Linked DNA regions of Hordeum vulgare: region 2 is linked to region 1. The links are chromatin contacts, called in public Hi-C maps. All regions are on one chromosome and are shown on one strand. Each heading gives the region's core, a stretch centred on a gene start, on an enhancer-like site or on the middle of the called end of the contact. The rest is flanking DNA. Distances are from core to core; before and after follow the strand shown. Region 1 has its middle 150 kb from the start of LOC123407693. Region 2 holds the start of LOC123407782.

Region 1 (6,480 bases), core at 77-2,576:
GAAGCTCTCTCACGTCCATCTCAACCCAGGTATGACCGATACTATCTCTTGTAAGCTCACCAAGGACGACCACTACTCCACGGCGACGGCCTACAATGCATAATTTCTCTGATTAGTTGACACGGAAATGACTCTCAATGTCTAGAGGATTCGGCTCCCCTCGAAGGCAAGTTCTTTGGTTGGCTCATCGTTATCAACTGGATCTTGACAGTTGACAGACTACATCGGCGGGGATGGCCTAACTACAACATGTGCCCTATTTACCAGCAATTCCAGGAATCGATGGTTCATCTACTTCTCCAATGTCACTACATGGTCAATGTTTGGGGGCATGACCAAGACTTGGCTCGATCTCCATGATGTTCAACCTGAGGATCGGGGCATCGTGGACTCTGTGAAGGCGTGGTGGAGCACAAACGCGTCGAGGATGACACAATCGTGAAGGTCGCTCGATTCTCTTACGATGCTCGTCTCCACGGAAATTTGAAAAGAGCAGAATGCTAGGGTTTTTTCGCAACACCGCAGTGTCGGTTTGCGTTATCGTCTCTAGAATAAAAAAGGAGATGACGTTGTGGTGTCTTGCTAGAGCTAAGTATTTGCGTATTGTAACATCGTGAGAGTGATGTGTTCTAAGGTTTTTTACCAGGTGGGGGGGGGGGGGGGGGGATGAAAGCTTTTGGAGTTGGAACATGCATGAACAGCCGTAAAGAAAACAAGGATATCGGTGATCTGAGGTGGGTCCTCCTTCAATGATCAACACTCTCTTTTATGCGTTCGCTGACCCTTTATTCTGCACTGACCAGATGTGTATACGTCTACACGAGTCTAGCAGCAAAACTGGCAAGTATTACTATATCATACTACTCTTTTGAAGCAAGACGCATGTTTTTATTTATGCACCGGCCTAAAGACATTCTCTTTCATAACTTGCTCAGCAGATTCACCAACGCCGATCTACTTATACCATCCCAAAGTAGACAGATGGTCTTGTTTAGTCGTCGCCTCACGCATGGAACACATTTGTACACGTTCATGGACAACCACCCAAGGTACGGCGTTGACAGTGTCGAGCCTTGCGACGTCCGTTGTCCGCCAAGTACATTTTACTCCCTGCCAAAAGGAAAAGCTAGGTGGGGTTAACCTTGAATTCCCTCTCCAAGCTCTGAACGGCCGTGCCAAAGCTGGTGCTCTTGTACGTACCTCCAGCTCCAGGCCACGGTGTCTGTCATTGCCCCATGGGAGCAAGCCGACGGTACAGGGGACTACCTACGGCCCTGCCGGGTGGTTTCGCCGCTGGGCAACGCGGCGTTTCTCCATGTTCCATGTTACCCTACTTGTCCGTGCTCCAGACCCCCCTGTGCATGTCATGTGCATATTATATTGCGTGGCGCCCATGTAAAGAGCGAGCCTGCCGTCCCGATTGATTATTCCATCACGAAAAATAAAGGACGCACATATTCTCCACACTCGCACAAAAGAAGAAACCAGGCAGACGTGAGAAAGGAAAGCCTTTTCCGGCCTCCGATTTGTTAAAGGGCGGTGACCGGACCCTGGTGGCGAAGCTGTCGGTGGCCACCGACCGGCTCCGGTCACCACGGCGTATCCCAGAGTTTGGCGTATGCTACGGACGGCCCACGCCACGGTGAGTGGCGATGCTCGCCGCTCCGCCGCGTCGGGTGACACCTGCTGCTACGGAGTGTGTGCCACCTACTCGCAGCTGTATAGATACGGTATACGGCGCAAGTCAGCGACCCGTGTGGTGGTGGTACACAGGACGGTAGAAGGGAAATTCTGAATGCCTTACCTACGATCTTGTACAGCGTACTTGTCCTCGTGATTCGTGAATGTTTCTTTCTTAAAAATCAGATCTATTTTGTCAAAGCTTTATTTTTTAAAACACAATACATACGCTCATGCATACACACGTAAACTCATCACTACCTTGGAGAGACTAAGCTTTCGAGGTGAACGTCTTCTTCCACTAAATGTATATCACTCAAAACCTTTGATGGATTCGGGATACCATAATTCTCCTAACCATTCAACAACTTTGGTTTCATCTACTGCACAAGTTCATTGAAAGTACAAAACATCGTAAAATAAAAATTACATCGAGATTTCGAGATCATCGAACGACCACCACTCGCGCTAGAATGAGACGTCGGTGCGGTGCTATCGTTGAGGGAGTCCGGGACTAAGAGGTCCTTGGACCACCGGCCTATCTCCACGGGCCTGACCCATGAGCCACTTGGACACCGGTTGACATATACGAGGAATATTCAACAAGACTTGGTGATCAAGAAAGGACTCCTCACCGCCGACGTAGCCGATTAGGACTCTTGTTATCCCAGGCCTCCGGTGTGTTATATAAGCCGAGGTTAGGCTAGTTATTAGATAGATCATTGAGATTAAGCTCATTACTCCAAGGATTTAGACCACAACATACGATCTCGAGGTAGATTAACTCTCTCCTTGATAATTCATCATCAATATAAACAAGAGCAGGACGTAGTGTTTACCTCTTCGAGAGGGCCCGAACCTGGGTAAACATCGTCTTCCTTGTTTCTTGCCATCCATTAATCCAAGATCCATAGTTCGGACCCCCTATTCGAGATCAGCCGGTTTTGACACCGACATTGGTGCTTTCATTGAGAGTTCTGTTGTGGGACCGCCGAAGGATCGATGGCTCGTGTGTAGATTGCAGTTTTTTCTGGACAACAGAATTGTGTTCGTCGTCCCCGCCTACTTGACCGTCGTTTTAATGATTGCTTCGATGGAATTGTGCGTAACTGAATGTACAACCACCCTGCAAAATTGCGTCGCGTTCCGACGGAGGAATCTCCGGCGATCTCCAATATACTGGAGCCATGTCGATTTTGGAAGGGAATGTGGATGAATTTAGGGCGGGCTGTCCACCATCTAGCTCGGATGTCCGATGGAACCCTATATGGATCAGCCCTCAAAATTTCAGCTCGATCGGACCGTCCAAACTTCGGAAAACGTCCGATGAGTACCATGAATTTTGGATATGTTTTCTATGCAAAAACGAATCCGGCCCGAGTTTACCTTTTTCATGAACGGGTTGTGGGGCATTCTTTTTGAAGGAAATTTATTTCATCATCTCGGCCAGCCGATCAAGAGTTTGGCATCACGAGAGCCGAATAATCATCAAGAGAACCTAGTCATCTGCGGGTTGCACGGATCAGGTGCGTTGTTGCTTCATCAAGCCAGCATTGACCGCGTTACAAATTCCGACATGCGTCGGCTTTGCAGCGCTGACGCTCTTTCAAGCCGACGTCCACCATACCGACCCACTTCGACACGTCGAGTGGCATGGGGGCTCTAGTGTCACCATACCGACCTACTCCGTCACCTCATCTAGACCGGGGGCTTCGCTATATTGTCATCAACCTGCTCCGGGGACTTCGGCATCACCAACTGACCAGCTTCGCCATGTTAGCTCGACTGGTGGCTTTGCCTAGCCACTTCGACTGTGTTGCGTCGCCACTTCATCAAGCCGAGCTCTTCGACAAGATCGGCCCACGTCACACCGAACACATTAACCAACTAAGTCGCTTTCATGCTCAACCTTCTTTCAATTTTTAATTTCTATGCGGCTTGACCAAGCATTACATTCGTGTTATACAAAAGAAAGTTGTTTGTTAAAAACTTGGCTTGTTAAAAGCGTTGCTTGTTAAAAACACTTTGTTTACGGGATCTTCAAAATTTATATGAGCCATTTTATAATAAATGTTTTCTTCTTGGTCGTTGCAAAGTCTTTTTCTACCCCTCCTTTCTCGACTCGAGTGTGTGGTCGATAGACGGATTGCCTGGTTTCCTTCTAAAGCCGCTCGAGTTTAATTCGCTAAACTGGCCTCGAAGAAACACTCCACCTTCGGGATATGGAGGTTGAAACCGAAGGCTGGCCCGCTTGAAATCTTGAGATCGGATGTGTCATGTTAAAGCACGACGGAAGCACAAACTAATTTTAAGACCAATTTTTGGATTGGCACCAAGAAATAGATATAGTTCGGACGCAAAGTTTTTGCTAAAGTTTGTTGTTTTTTCGGGCTTATGGCACATTTAACCTATTTTATGGTTTTCCTTTCAGGAGGCAGGACATCCTCTTGTTCGAGGTGTTTGGCGTGGTAGTTCTGCTCGGGAAATCTTTTCTGACCCGCAGTTTGGCATCTTTCGTGTCGATATATACTTTGGTGTTGTCAAAAGGTACACAACAAGTGCAGAGCAGTTTCTGAGGAGATTACGATCCTCAATTTGGTCGGCCGCATCCAACCCGAGTCTCGAGGACTATGCACACTGCATTTCCGTTCCTAAGTATACTGCCGAGCTAGGAGTTGATCCCTAGGACGATTTCGTGAATCAACCTGGGTCTGAGGGGCTACTGGGATCAGAGGTTTTTATCCTTCAGGTGCATTCCGGGTTTTAGACTGACACGCTCCTTGAGGGCTACTCGCTATACATCTCGGCAGAGAATAAATTGCACCAATAAAAAATATCCACAAAAAATCAACCCACGGGTGAGGTGGTGCACCACCTCGGAAGCAGTCCGGCATAAATCTCAGATCCAACAGCTGGCTCCATAGGGGCAAATTTGACGTTGGAGCTCGGCTGCAATAAGACACCTCGGATGCAGTTCGACGTTGGAGCTTGGATGCAAGAGGATACCGCCACATGGGAAACACTTCAAACCCGAGGTGTGACATAAAAATAATGGGGCATTAATAAAGACCAAAAGCTTAAAGGGCTTCTCGGATGCCCGATGTGTGAACTATCCGGATTCATCTCGGTGATCCTCAAGATCGAAGATGGGAAGATTTGTTGAACCAGTTTTCATGACTGACGACCGAAGATGAAGAATAGTTCGGAAGAACCGATGAGCGTCCCCAACTTGAAGACCCATCCTCGACCTATGCTCGGAAATCGGGAAGTCATCGATGGCCGAAATGGTGTTGGCCGAACATAAATGGGGAGAAGAACTCGCCCCGCAAGCCAAAGACTTTGGACGCATGAAGATGATGAGGATCAAGACTATGACATTGGGTGCCAGTTTGGGGGCTATTGAGGGAGTCCCGGGCTAAGGGGTCCTCGGACCGCCAACCTATCTCTATGGGCCAGACTCATGGGCCACTTCGGGCAGCTCATGGCATATGCGAGGAAGATTTCACAAGATTTGGTGATCAAGGACTCCTCTCCACCCACGTAGACAACTAGGACTCTTGTTATCCTAGGCCTCCGGTGTGTTATATAAGCGGAGGGCAGGCTATTTATTAGACAAACCATTGAGATTAAGATCATTACTCCTAGGGTTTAGACCACAACATACGATCTCAAGGTAGATTAACTCTGTGCTCGATACTTCATCATCAATATAAACAAGAGAAGGACGTAGGGTTATGCCTCTTTGAGAGGGCCAGAACCTGGGTAAACATCGTCCCTTCGTCCCTTGTTACCCATCGACCCAAGATCCATAGTTCGAACCCCCTACTCGAGACCATCCAGTTTTGACACTAATAGTCGTCTCTTCCCTAACTGAGTAGGTTTCACCTTGTCGATGACACTTAATTTTTTTTCATGCACGTGTCCCTAAGGACTCACCACATGACGAGAAACCTTAACCTCACCGCCGCGAGGAGAAGAGAGCAATCAACTTCTTCAACTATGTCTAGATGGACAAACTCGAGGAGTATCAAAGCCCAGAAAGCAAACTCAAAGAAGAATCGGTGCTGATATAGGATGGAAACTTAGATGTTGATCTTTCACAAATTGGAAGGGGAACCTCGAAGAGAACGGGGAAGAACACGAAGAAATCACAAGAGGAAACACTCAAGAACAAGTCCAATCGCATATCCACTAGACTCACACCACACAAGATCCACAAAGATACATGAACAACAAAGGGAAAGTAAGCGTCCCAAATCCCATAGGGAGATGAGGTATTGAATCCACTAGGGATCTTATGTAGGATCGAAAGTATGTCTAGAGGGGGGGGGGGTGATTAGACTACTTGACACGATAAAAATCTTCCCTTTTCCCAATTTTAGTTTGGAGGCATTTATGGCAATTATAGCAAGTCAAGTACACCCTACACATGAAATTCTAATAGTATAGCAACGAAAAGTTAACATGCAAGTGTAAATAGAGGAGTAAGGTAGGGAGATCAAACACATGAGATTGACACGACGATTTATGGCATGGTTCCGATAGGTGGCGCTTTCGTACGTCCATGTTAGTGGAGACTTCAACCCGGTAACGGCTGTGAGATTCCACGAAGGGCTCCACCCACGGATGGTCCACAAAAAAGCGGCCTTGTCTATCCCACCACAGTTTCCGTCCACGGAGGACTAGCCTTACTCATGGTATATCTTCACGAAGTAGGCGATCTCCTTGCCCTTACAAACATCTTGGTTCAACTCCACAACACGAAGTAGGAGGCTCCCAAGCGACACTTAACTAATCTAG
Region 2 (7,279 bases), core at 2,507-5,006, 160 kb before region 1:
ACCACACCTCAGAATACAGCTCCTCTAGGACTATGCTAGGGACCGGATCGGGGCAGAACTCGTCAGGGGTGAAGTTGCACAGGATTCTTGTTACAAGTGGAAGCCCGACCGACGGGCAGATCTGATAGACAGTGCAAAAGCTTAACGACAGCTCAATCCAACAGAAAACAGTACGATAGGTTCGTCTGGAGCCATGCGCGGACACTGACCTCTTTCCTGATGGATTTTTCAATAAGCATGTCCTTCGGGGTCATCAGGAGATCACTCAGTTCATTAAGCAGCTTAAAAGACTTTGCTTCAGCTGCACCAATTCTTTCATCATTCCCATTTCCTATGTCGAAACCTTCATCCTCAGGGTCATCAGCATCAATGCCCAAGTTATCCGTCAACCATCTCGACCAATTTCCAATCTACGTAGGCATTCATTTCAAATAAATTGGTTAGCGCACTTATAATTATGTGCAATGCACAATAATTTTGACATCAACAACAATTATCATCCCAACAAACAATTTGATAAAGAAAATATAGGAAATTTATTTCAGGTGCACTCAAAAGTTGAATCGGGTACATACAGAATTTTTCAGCTGCGCGCCTGACCCGAAGCTTAGCTCACCAGCTGGGATCGGGAGGACTTTTGGGTCAACGATTGGGTCAGATATTGGATCAGTTGGTATCTCACTAGCTGATTCGCGAAGAATGGCATTAAACATTGCAACATCTAAACGGGCTACACATTGCTCCATCACCTGATAATAGTAGAACATGTCAAATACACAAATATATTAGAAATATTAAATACATTTAAAAAAAACTAGAGATGTCGATGAATACCAGTTTTGCCAATATTGGCAAACAGCCACACTCATGCCCACCAGCACGAAGAGGGCACAGTCTGCTGTATGCATCGTGAAATGCAGCCTTCCACAAGTTAACAGAAAAGGTGCCTTGCTGCTGATCACCCAAAGAAGGGCCTAACACTTTCCGAGCCTTTGGGGTTGACGAACCTTCTGCCGGGGTTTGCATGTGAGGAGTTAATGCCTGGAAAAGAAAATTTCTTCAGGAAGTTCACAATGTGGAGAAATAAGACAAATTTATAGAACAGGTAGGTCCGTGAGATAATCACTGCAGACTATTTGTTTGTTAAACACTGGACTAGGAATGCAAGACCAATTTGGAGCAAGGGATTATATGGCCTAAGGAAAATATTACCTGCCACCACACCGTCTCAACAATCCGAGAAAATATCCAAGATTCGATCCTCTCTAATGCGGCTAAAAGTGTACTAGTTTCCTGCCAATTATCTGATATCTGTATTAAAGCAAGTTCAGTTGGCTTGCTGTTGGAGTTGTTTTTCCATAGCATTGGTGTTGATTTGGGTGTGGATTTTCCATCGAACCATTGTGCACTGCCATTTAAGTTTCTAGTCGTCATGGTTGGAATTGATTGACGTGAGATGCCAAAAGATTTTGAAATTATCTCCCTGAGAACAACTGTATTGGACAGCCAATATGTTAACCTACATCAACAGTAGATAGTTAATGGAGGAAACTTTATTCTTGTGCCACATCTCATACGCTGAATTCGAAGTGGAGATCAAGTTTAGCCCTATCTTACCTTGAAGCATCATTACAACAGGATTTCACAACGAGAACAAGACCAGAAACAGTGTTTTTTGCTGCTGAAGCTCTCTTATCCAGGGACCAAAACTTGGATGCATGAGTGTACAGCCTAGAAAGACGCCGAGCTGGGGTATGCAACTTATGTGCTGAACTTCCATGCTCAGGCAATACAGAGTATAGAGAAACTTCGAGTGCAGCAACTTCACGAAGTTCCTGCTCCATCTTCTCAAGTTTTGTCTGTAGTTCCTCATTTTTCCGATGTAAAACTGATTTGTCATCATCAACTATCTTTTCTTCAATATCAGCAATTTCATCATCAGTACCAGTACTTTGATCGCAATGTGGAGCTTCATCTAACACATCAATCTCTTTGGCCTCTTCATTGCCTCTATCATCCATGGTTCCCGCTTCACTAACCATATCATCTGCCTCCTCGGACAGTTCTGATGGAGGGCGAGAAGGGACTTTTACAATATCTGGTCTTCTAACTTCAATTGCTCTAGTAGCATTAACTGCTGCTTTCCTAGGTTTTGGTGATCTGTTCTGAGTGTTGTTTGGTGCTTTCTGTTGCACCTTGTTTTGAACTTGACGACTGGTGCTGCTTTTGGCCATGCGGGGGCTATTTTCTTTGGTCTCTTTTTTCAAGAGCTTCTTTGGAACTACTGAAGCTCTTTTCGCTCTATTATCTTCATTACCATGAGCCTCACTTTGTGATGAAACAGAAACTCTAGATGGTTCATAATCTGATCTAACTCCCTTCTCATCTCTCACTTCGCCATTCTCTTTGGCACCCATTTCAGGATACCTCTAATTTGCTAATCTGATTCCTGGAGAAATGATAGACACAAATAATTACATAACCACGTTTGCAAAGCAAGCCTATCCAAATAAGACTGAAAAATGAGAAAAATGTCCATGCCAGAAGAAAACTAATACATCATTCAAATTCAGGCATAAAGGAATTTAAAACAAACAGGTCGGAAGAAGAAAGGCTACAAAAAATGGTGGCTTATACTTGTTTGCAGTAGTAAGAATACACACCTCCAAGATGAGCCATCTAATTCAAAAAGGTGAAGAGGCAACTTTCTGAACCAAAATAAGCATTCTCATTTCCATATAGGATGTGATGTCAAAATCAAGGAAGGTGCCAACAGACTCCACTCTCCACTGATAAGAGACTTTAGGCGTCTCGTGCATCTTATATTTAACTTCATCTAAAAATTTGCTACTTGGTTATACTGAGAAGGATAGCGGGAGTACTTCACGTAAACTAGAATTCATCTTTCTTTCTTTTTAAATAAAAGTTAACAGAGCCAAATTCTCAAAAAAGATCTAAAAAATACGCTGCTTAACTACTTCACACGAAGTGGCATAGTAGATCAGCAAGTCTTAATCGTTGCCTAAAATTAACAATTATCACCAAGAACAACTCCAGTAATTGCTGCTGATGGGTTAATTGGATATCGAACATCTTAAATGAAGAAATTAGTACTACTGGACAATATTCCTCCATAAATGCAGATGGTAAATGATCGCCAACCAAACCGAACCGCCCCAACGGAATTCCTAATACTATTCAAGTCTGCAACCAACTTGCTGGTATCACAGCGAGAGCTCGCCGTGGACGACAAGGAAAAGGTAAGCAAGAGCGCACCGGCAAATCAAGTGCTCACGGGAACAACAGGGCTGCAAAACTCGTCAATGCGGATCGCAAACTACCACCAGTCCACCCCACGACCCCGAAATGCCTAATTCCCATCAGGAAGACAGGAATACAGTGTTGAAGGAAGCGAAACAATGCCGCTCAATCAGAGATCCCAGGCGCAAACAGAGCGATGGAACTACTCCCAGAAATCAATGATCCAGACAGAGAAATGAACTAAAAAATGAAGCAAATCCGGCGCAGAGCCACGCGGCTCACGAATCCCTCCGGAGATCCGGTGGGGGCATCGCGGAGCAGGGTTCCAGGCTCGGACGAGCGCAGCGGTCGAACGGAATAGAAAATCAACGCTCACCGACTCCGGCGCGACGGCAGGCGGCGGCGACCGCCCCGGCGTGGCGTTTCGCCGAGCCTCGCGGCTCAATGCGGGGAGCTGGCGCAGGAGAGGAGTTCGCGGCAGCTTCGGCCTTGCTCGAGGTGGGGGGTTCCCGCGTCCTGCGCCGCGCGCGACCGTCGGCGCGAGAGGCGACGCACGTCGCGCTCGTGGGTGAACTGGCGCTGCCGGTGCGGGCGTGGGAGTGGTGGGCGAAGTGGTCGTCGTGTAGAGAGAGGGGGGAGGAGGTGGAGTCGCTGCTTATATCGGCCGTCCAGTGTGCTTCCCTTTTCCGCTTGAGAAGCATCCGACACGGCCCGGATCCGGTCACCATTGGTGAGCGTAGCAACCGGCAAATGGTTTCTCTCTTCTTCTTTTTTTCCAAAGAAAAAAAGGAAACGTTTGGAACCGGCGTGCGACGACCGGTCGTACGCGAATCGTTGGATCGGGCGCGCGACGACCGGTCGTACGTGAATCGTTGGATCGGACGTGACCTGACGACCCAGCAACACCCTCCCACCTGAGATTCACATCTTCCTCGTTCCCTTTCCGCTTCGATCGGGAGCCATGGCCATGGGCGACCTCTCCTTACGCGTGCACCAGTCCATGCGAGCTCGCCGCCGCCCAGCCTATGCGTCTAGGGAGAGCTGCAACGACGGTCCGGTGGAGTTGCATGGTCACCACGGGCATCACGGTCATCATCATTTTTGTTACAACCGGTGTCAAATTTTGCTACAACCAATGTCGAAATTTGCCACAACCGGTGTCAAAATTTACTACAACCGACGCCGTATTTTGCTAACACCAGCGTCGCATTTTGCTACATCGTATATGGCGTCGCAATTTTTGCTATAACAGGTGTTTCATTTTGGTACAACCGACGACATAACGAGCTGCATCCCCTCTCTCAACTGCTCCATGGCTGGCAAAGTTGCGTCCATGGTCGAAGACGTAATTTTGCTACATGCTTCAACCGACATCAAAATTTTATACAACCAGCACCGCATTTTGCTTTCATCGGTGTCGCATTTTGCTACACCACACATGGCGTTGCGATTTTTGCTACAACCGGTGTTTCATTTTGCTACAAACGACGACATGGCGAGCTGCATCCCCTCTCTCAACCGCTTCATGGCGAGCGGTGGCGAGATTCAAGGCTCGCGGATAGCTCATCCATGACGGGGGAGGAAGGGGCGACGAGGACCGGCGGCGACCGACGAGAACCACACGGGGCACAAGCGGGTCAACCCGGCAAGCCGACGAGCTGCTCCGGTGAGCAGCGACGACGAGCCAGCGGGTTGAGCTGCAAGCAGGAGGCCAGAGGAGGAAGGGGCAATGATGCGTATAGGATTTTGCACGAGGAGGAAGAAGGAACGCGTGGGGAGGCTCAATCGGACCGCTAAGACAGAAAAGATCGAAAGGCTGGGGGCCGACCGGCCCAAAAAAGAATGGTCTCTCTCTTCTCATTTTATTTTTCGTATTGCAACGTTTTTGTTTAACAACTTTTGATTATTCATCCAATATCATGGCGGCATAAAATAAAACAAAAAACACACCCATGTGGGCATACAATATATGGATGATTATAAGCATTGGAACGAGCCAAAGATGTGTCGCTGTCATTATCCCTTCCTCACCGGAGTCGGTATTGTAATAGAAAATCCAGAAGTCGGTGTGCTAAGGTCGCAAAGGACCAGCTCGTCAAAAGAACAGTCGTCTTTGATGAGGAGAAGCATAGACCAAAAGAAGCCAACCTGTAGACACACAAACGCAGATGAACAAAGATCGGACGAAAGCAGACCACAAACACCGACTGAATCACGCTAGATCAACTGAACAGAAACACCGGTTGAATCCCACGAGATCCGCCGGAGACACACCTGCACCCGTCCTCCGACGATGCTGGACGCACCATCATGACGGGGCTAGGAAGGAAGAAGCCTTATTCCATCTTCACGGAGTCACCGCCGCCTTGCCTTCGTGAGCAAGACATATACCCTAATCAAACTCTGAAAAGTGTGTAAAACGAAGTAGTAGCCCTTCCACCGGCATGGGTCAAGATCCATTGCGCCCCCATGGCCCTCATGCCATAGAAGATGAGATAGATCGATCGACGTTAGCATCGGCGAGAGGCGACGAAACCCTTGTCGACGTGGAGGCGCTCGTGTGGAAGGGTGAAGGAGAAAAAATATTTCTCTTGTAGAAACTAGGGATGGAATTTTGAAGGAAAATAAACAGAAGGAGCTCCATGGTGAAATACACATACTGTGATGTTGAGTGTAGTAGAAACACGTGATGTAGAAAAAACATGCGGTGTAGTGAAATAATGTAATACACATGATTCATTGGAAACCATGACATAGTACTCCCTCCATCACATAGTTTAGAAGGCATGCACGTATATCTAGATCGTCAATTTAACTTATATAAAATATATTATTTAACATAAAAATTATATCATTAGAAAATATAACATCTAAAGTTGCTAATGATATATTTTTTGTAATATATGCCTCTCATTAAGTTGGTTAAATTGACGACCTAGGTACATGTGCCAGACTTGTAAACTGAGACGGGGGAGTAGGAAATTATGTACTCAAATATAAAAATATAATCATGCTTGAAACAAAAAATCCTTTTATTTCCTTGTCCAACATCCAAAATTATCTTATCAACTTTCCCTTCCTATAAGATTCACCATAATTTGATATATTACTCAATCATTTACATTTTGACGATTTCGAGAACAACGTCTCCGAGCTAATGTGGGATCCACTCAAGAGCTCATAGGTTTTAGGTAAATATCTAATGTGTTTTTTTCTATATTTCATTAGTAGTTCAAATTTCTATGGTTTGACCCTTACATTTTAGAGAGGGACATTTGATCTTTTGACCAAATTCATTGGAACTTTGGTAGTATGTGAGTTATTCTGTTTTACCTTGCTAGTTGATCATTTGCTCTTTTATTTATATTATCTAGATGTTGTGCCCATGATCAAAATTTTCCACCCAAATTGCATCCCATCTTCGTTCCTTGCCTTTCTCATGTTCGGGGAAGAGGGGTGTGTGGAGATGAACCGCATGCCACCCACCTGCGGTGTCGGTATTGCGTGTTAGCAACCTCAACTATGACCAATCCATGGATGCTTCGTCGTCAACGACTTGTGGCCACCTTGACACTACGATCAACTTGATGGTCTTCTCCGTGGCATTCAATGGAACACTTGTTGCGGCTAAGGAAAGCCTTGCTCATATGCTCGTCAGAGCCATTGCCCTTACTCTCCATAGAAACTATTTTGAAAAGTGGTATACTCCCTCTATTAAATTTTATAAGATGTTTAAACAATTCAGACAACGCCGAAAATAGTTTAATGTCAGTTGTCCAAAACGTCTTATCGAAAGAACGAAAGGAGTATTAGTCCTAGGAATTTTGGACTACCAATATCAAATATATCCTACAGAATATCTATAAGAATTTAGATTGGATTCTTGTAAACCATACATGTAAATTAATCTCAGACAATAGTTTCATAATTTACTGTCCTTTTGACTTTCAAAAGATGTTGTAATAGAAACTACACCCGAGCGAATTATCGTTATAGCTAGGTAGGAACGAACAAACGT

The links. Hi-C and Micro-C count contacts between places; a contact is called where the count stands out from the background.
Region 2: a contact with region 1 is called in a Hi-C map of leaf, with 3 times the contacts expected there. The contact joins the promoter of LOC123407782 here to the enhancer-like site in region 1. A contact is called at or near these places in 1 of 6 Hi-C or Micro-C datasets (leaf) and 1 of 1 datasets of contacts at active chromatin or transcription factors (embryo).

The regions. Positions count from the first base shown.
Region 1 is chr7H:171,445,732-171,452,211 of MorexV3_pseudomolecules_assembly, reverse strand. No RefSeq gene overlaps it. Among protein-coding and RNA genes, the nearest start is that of LOC123407693, 150 kb to the right of the region's middle. Within about 2 kb of position 1,326, at least 3 of the 3 cell types and tissues checked have open chromatin away from gene starts, as enhancers often do. A contact at or near this core is called in leaf, where this site is marked.
Region 2 is chr7H:171,606,860-171,614,138 of MorexV3_pseudomolecules_assembly, reverse strand. It overlaps LOC123407782, which reads right to left and starts at 3,756. Exons shown (of 8, transcript XM_045100999.1): 1 at 3,638-3,756; 2 at 1,618-2,449; 3 at 1,213-1,519; 4 at 835-1,041; 5 at 576-749; 6 at 210-410; 7 at 8-121. The coding sequence starts at 2,417.